2 separate regions of the Zea mays genome follow, and region 1 is linked to region 2. Evidence: chromatin contacts called from public Hi-C data. All regions are on one chromosome and are shown on one strand. Each heading gives the region's core, a stretch centred on a gene start, on an enhancer-like site or on the middle of the called end of the contact. The rest is flanking DNA. Distances are from core to core; before and after follow the strand shown.

Region 1 (3,310 bases), core at 760-3,259, 56 kb before region 2:
TGGTATTCTCCACCATTACACACCATAGAGTTTATTCAATAAATGGGCCAAGCCCATAAAAGATCCAACAGTTACAGGTCTGCCAGCGTTAGTTTTTTGATGTTGTGATTTTATCGTGTGGAGTATTCTAATTTAATTAGGGGTGATGGGTTCGACATATTGGGATGACCTATATATATAGGGCTAGTGCTGGAAATATGTACTGGGCTTTTGACTTTTTGGTTAGCACGAGCAGGACTTAAAAACAGGAGCCCAAAACACGGTCCAGTACAAAATAAAATGGGCCCTCAAATTCCGACACGTCGGGCCCCAAGCACGGCTCGCACGGTCCAATGAAGCCTATTTTATTTATTTTTTTAAAAAAAATTTAGTAAGGTATATAGACTATATATGAACAATTCGAAGACTTATCGATTTTTCTCGGGCCTTAAAAGGATGATACTCTCAACTAATCCTCGTTGGACCATCTGTTGAAGGTGTGGCTCTCCCTTGATCTGCACAATGATTAAGTGCTCTCTACAAGTTATGTTTTTATCGTATAGTTACTCTAAGGACCCGTTTGGATCTTGGAATTGAATTTCATTCATATCAATTAAGCTAACATAATTTTATGCGGAAAATATTAGCGTGTTATGGCTCCCATATGGGAGAGATGTCTATGTACTACATTTCTAGTATAGGAGAGTGAGTCGAAGAACATGTTATAAATTGCAGAGCAGAAACGTAGCATAGAAACATGGTATATAGAGACACATAAAAAACCAATTTCCATCCCTCAACCCTATAAATTTGAACTTTCGAAAGCGGTGAAATATCAAATCCCAAGCCAAATAGCCGACTCTATTAAGGCCTCATTTGAAACGCAGAGATTTCACAAGAATCATATAGAAATTTCACAGCATTCAGTTCATTTTCACAGAAAAAAACACAGGAAACAGATTTTTTCCCCTTAATCCAAAGGAGACCTAAGCATATTCTAATTCCTCCAAAACGAAGGGATCTAAACGCCACTAATTTAATTAGGGGGGGTGCTGGATTGATATATTCTACCGTGAACTGATTTTTATCGTCTCCCATGCTAAAACAAGAACAAATAGTTATATTTTGGTAATTGTGATGATATCTTAACCAAAAGTAGGCAGATGTTCAGTTTCATTTAAGTAATTCATCTTGTGGGTTTTGAATGCAACACACGATTATATATACGTTTGAAAGTTGGTAAATCACATACCTCTATTTTTTTGTACTTTATTTTGAACCGACAAGTAATTAACATCCGTTTGTTCTAGAACCGAATAACTTGTTCTTTTGCTTCTAGTTCATCTTTAATTCTAGACATACGAAGGAGGATAGGAAATGTATGGTACGTACGTTTTAATGTTCGTCGTGTCCGAACAGCAGAATTGTTACACGATTTCTAGAGACTGTATTTCCAATTACGTACATGTATAAAGGTAATAAACTTTGTACGGGCGTGACTAATGACTTGGCTCAAACAAACAAACAAAAAAGAATATTCAATTCCATCCACTGGTCTGCTTATGCAATATTGCGATGCGATGCGCCCGCACGTTCTACGACCTGAATTCTGTACCTTTTTTGACCACGGTAGTAGCCAGGGACAGGGAATAATGGATCTGTTCTGTCTGTGACGAGATTATCTAGTAGGGAACCCCTTTCGGCCATCGGCATGGAACTTTCTGGAACCCGGCCGGATAGTTCGCGCACTAGCTAGCTAGCCCCTAGCCAGCCGGCGAGTAGCTAGAGCGAGCTAGCGATCCATCGAACGCTTGACGGAGTGCTGCTGCTGCTGTAGCAGTTGATGCCCTTTTTTTTCCTTCTTCACGGGGATGCTGGTGCTCGCGGTAGACATCATCGTCGCCACCAGCACATCACAGTCACAGCCTCTTCCAAACTTTCACTTTGCGTGCCAGTTGGCACGGCAGGGTGGGTCGACATGATTAATTAGCGAGTACGTAGCGTGTACAGGTGCGCATGCACGTGTCGACCCGCCACGCGGCCCGCGGGCTGTGATGCTTGACGTCGGGGAAAAGTCTCCGCTCTCCGCCGCGCCGCGCCATCACGTCCGACGCGGAAGTCAGCCCGCGGCCCCCACCCTCTCGAGTCGAGCTCGAGCGGACGACCCCGTCCGTCCGCGTCGTCGTCGTCGCGATCAGGGGAGTTTGGAGAGGGTGCGGCGGTGGGTGGGTGGGGCTGGGCGGCGGCACATCGTCACGTGGTGGTCGCCGGGCGGCGGTGGCGGGCCTGCTGTGTCGTGGACTCTTGGTTAGAATAGAATAATGCATGGCGCGCCGGGTGCCGTGCCGTTTCCGGATCATGCGCGCGTGCCGAAAGCGAGGGCGTGCTGAGACGGACGGACCACGGGATGAGCTCTCCGGATATTTGTCACCGAGCGTGGCGCGCCCAAAAAGGCGTGACCAAGCAAGCAGTGTCGAATTCGGGGAAACAAACATGTTTCACGTACGGTGGAGTACTTCATTTACGTGCATCGCTTTCTATTTTATTTGCACCTGTAGTATATATACTGTTCAGTGTACGTGCTCGGCCTCGGCTGCACTGCTGGCTGCAGCGAGTACGTACTACTAGTTGTGCACTCTTTAATAAATTTTTTTAAGGAAACTCTCTTTATCTAGTCGTTATAGTCATTTTTTAAACTTAAGGCCAAACCCTTATTTCCATTTATTTATCAAACGGAAATATAACTATACAAGAGTTACCAGCTAGCAGCCAGCAGGTAACTTTGAGGGAAACTACCAGAAGCCTCACTACACGACGGTTGATCTTTAGCGATCCTTATTAGGGACCGACGGTTGGTCGCTAAAAGTTATGAACCGACGGTTGGTCGCTAAATGCGTTTATAGCGACGGTCTGTGGGTCGCTAAAAGTCTAGAAATTTAACGACTTATGGTCGGACGCTATAAAGGTAAGTGTGTGACTGATGGTGGGTCGCTATAGTGGTACGTGATTTTTGTGTTTCTTATTTACTCACCAAAGCCCATCTAAAGGCCTACTAAACAAACCAAACCCTATTCCACGTGCGCAGCCGCCGTCACTTCTCCCATGGCCGCCCCCTCCCTCAGCCGTGGCGGGTGCCGCCGCCACCTCACCCTTGGTGCTCGTCGAGATCGCCCTCAGCCCTGTCGTGCCCCTGCGCTCGGTCCTCGTTGAAGTCACGCCTGGGAGCAGGTTGCTGTTTCTCCTCCCATGGACTCCTCTCCTCCATCTCTTCATCTCCCTCACGCAAGCTTCCTCCCTCTGTTTATGGCGCCTGCAGCAGGGAGTCCTCCAT
Region 2 (3,105 bases), core at 134-2,633:
TGAGTGTTATCATTATGTTTTCTAGATGGGATTAATATTGTACTTGCCAATTGTTTGTATCAGCAATCTTGTCCTTTCTTGGTGATACCGGTACGCGCAAGAATTATCATCTACCCACCATCTATCCAAGGAGGTAATTACATTTTGCCTTCCCTACAAATTTGCGTACAAATCAATTTGTTCCATATGAGAATGATGGTTCTTCTGCAATGTTCTATATGTCTTCCCTACTAATTCAATTGCCTACAATATTGCAAATGGATCTTCTATCATGTTTCATATGTCTTTCCCTACTAATTCAACTGCCTACAAACTATGGCTTAGCTCACAGAGACCATCTACCATGTGTTTATTGAACATTCTACTTGCTCCCTTGACCTCTTTTGGTCATACCATAGGGTGGTTTTTGTACTGGTCCTCTTGGATCTTAAATTCCCCTCTTCTTATTACAAAGATGTGCAGCTCTCCTGCATTTTTTCGAGAGAGAAAAAATGGTTCATGACGGCTTGTGTGTATGTTATTTGCTTTCCCTGCTAATACAACTGCCTATAATTTTGCATAGAAATTAATTTGTTTAATATGCAAACAGTTCTTGCAATGACCTTAGAGAAGACTACATATTGACTTAACACCTGGAAGCACACTGTTGCTAAGTGTTGATGTATGGTGGTTGAATGCTACTTAGTATGTATTGTAGTCTAAATTCACTCTACAACTGGTATCAACTATTAGGGAAAAACAATATTATCTACTTATATTTTGGTTTCTTGCATACGCATTGTATACTCATATCATGTTTAAATTTGTTTTACATATCTGGGTACTCACACCAAATCCTTAAGCCATATATGGTCACGCGCGCCCAGGAGCGCGCTAAACACTAGTATATATCTGACAACAATTGCGTTTGTAGCTGCGCGCGTATGCATATATCAGCATAGGGCCCTGCTAAAATGCTACCAGCAGGCAGTAGCAGTAGCTAAGGCTATCCGCAGCGGTTCTCCCTAAATTTCTTCATCTATATCACTTTTTTACGTCACATTATCAACATTTCACCCCCTATTTTTTCATCTCCCGCAGCGGTTCCCCCTAAATACTCCCCCTATATCCCACTACAACTATAAAATATCATTTTCTATACATACTTTTCATCTACTATAAATTTTCATCTACTAACAATTGGAAGTGAGCACACGTGAATAGTATTTAGAGGGCAACTGCATGCACGCTAGAACGAGAGAGAGAAGCAGACCTCCCCATAGGGTGCCTGGCAGGGGGCGCCGCTGCGGTAACGCGGGCTCCCTGTAGCCACCATGCATGCTAGAGGGCTAAGGGAAGGGGGCTTCGTGCAGCAGGCGCTGCGGATAGTCTAACTCGACAGTAATTTAGATATGCGCTGACGTGTACGACGCTGCACGAACAGATGCTAGCTTCATTTGTGGTAGATGATCGAACTGAACAGAGTGCCGTCGTTAATTAAGATTCGTGTGGATACGAATGAATCGATGTTCCATTCCAGGAGAAAGGTAGCCGTCCAGGTGAGAGGGGGCGGCACAGCAGGGTACCTAGGATCTGATCCAAGTGGTGGCGGAATAAACAACAGTGCCGGCACTTCCACGGAAGCGATCGACATCCCTTCCAGCTGCTAATTAACTGCGCCGGCGCTAATGAGTGGTACGGTGCAGCAAATTATTCTACTATGCGCGGGTTGTTCGATCGATGCATCGTTCTAAACGTAACTGTCAGCGGTGCAGCTCGTAGTTAGTTATCCTCTCAGCACCAAATTAAGCTAACCTATGCACATCAAAAAGGAGACATTTGGCGACACTCGGTTCCTTTTCTGTTGGTTCACAAATTATACAAATTAAGGCAGCACACACAAAACGACGGCGTACGTACGTACTATGTGGGTGGTTCCTAAGATAGGACAAGGTCCCAATTAAACTGTTGGCCAGAAGGGAGACTTAATTACAAGCAATATAAGAGTCGATCGTCCAGCCTTGTGAACTCTAATTAAAGACAGAACTTTGCGTAAACGAACTCAGGCGGTAATTAAGCTGGTCCTCATCCCACTCCCCCGGCCTTTCGGCATACGCAGCTCCTCCTAGATAACCCAAATTAAACCGTGCACACATACGTACGGCCGCGCCATGTGATCTCCGAACTATAGCTACACATGTGCTTCCTTCTCATTGGTATATAAATAAACAAACACGGGCACTACGTTCCCAGTGCCTGATGATTGAACGGGTCGTACCGTCAAATTTGTTGCGAGTCCGCGAAAGCCCAGTCCAGCTCGTAGCATGCCGCATGCGCTAAAACAACTGAGAACGAGAACAAAACCGTATGCGACGACGACTTCCGCGGGACGCACAAGCGAGTCAGTGGTTCGTTCCATGCCCATGCCCAGGGTCAATGCGCGTGGGGCCCGACCCACCGACCACGATCTCGTCCCCGCCACACACAACGGCGTCGTCCTCCTTTTTATTTTCCTCTTCCCCCCGGCGAGCAGCAAAAAATCGGCCCCCGCCTTTTTTGGCCCGGTGCTCGCGAGCACGCGACCTTTATAAACGCGCGAGCCCCGCCTCCTCCGAATCAGAACCGCGCGCCCCATTGGCTGGCGCACGCACGACCGGTCGGTCGCCCGCCCGCTCCCCGCTTCCTTGGCGAAGCCGCTGCCTCGCTCCCGGTTTTCCCACGCGCGGCTTCAAGCTCCTCGGTGCAGTTCGCAGCGGGCGGCCGGGCGGGACAGCACGACACTCCACATAGACACACACACACACACAGAGATTGCAGCTCGGCACGTTGGAAGAGGGCAGGGATGGAGCCGGTGGGCGGGGACGGCGGTGGCGGCCGCGGCCGCGGCCGCGGGAGGAGCTGGAAGGGGAAGGGCGTGAGCTCGGGCTCCGCCGCGGGGAGGCAGCTGGCGCCAGTTTTAGAAGACGCGCCGGCGGCCGCATTGCTCCGGCCCCTGAAGAAGATCCGCAGCCCGGACCGCCGCCTCAACCGCTCCCTGTCCTCGCTCTCGCCGGCTCCTCCTTCCCCTGACTCGTCCTCTGCTTTCAACCCCACGCCGCTGCCATCGGCCCGACAAATATTTCTTGC

What was found. A called contact is a pair of places that touch in the nucleus more often than the background predicts.
Region 1: a contact with region 2 is called in a Hi-C map of bundle sheath, with 6 times the contacts expected there. The contact joins the enhancer-like site here to the promoter of LOC109939235 in region 2. A contact is called at or near these places in 12 of 25 Hi-C or Micro-C datasets (bundle sheath, ear, endosperm and 5 more).

The regions. Positions count from the first base shown.
Region 1 is chr4:151,548,465-151,551,774 of Zm-B73-REFERENCE-NAM-5.0, reverse strand. No RefSeq gene overlaps it. Among protein-coding and RNA genes, the nearest start is that of LOC109939235, 56 kb to the right of the region's middle. Within about 2 kb of position 2,009, at least 19 of the 20 cell types and tissues checked have an H3K27ac peak or open chromatin away from gene starts, as enhancers often do. A contact at or near this core is called in bundle sheath, ear, endosperm and 4 more, where this site is marked.
Region 2 is chr4:151,491,916-151,495,020 of Zm-B73-REFERENCE-NAM-5.0, reverse strand. It overlaps LOC109939235 (ethylene-responsive transcription factor ERF053), which reads left to right and starts at 1,383. Exons shown (of 1, transcript XM_020552642.2): 1 at 1,383-3,105. The coding sequence starts at 2,822. It also overlaps LOC103653830.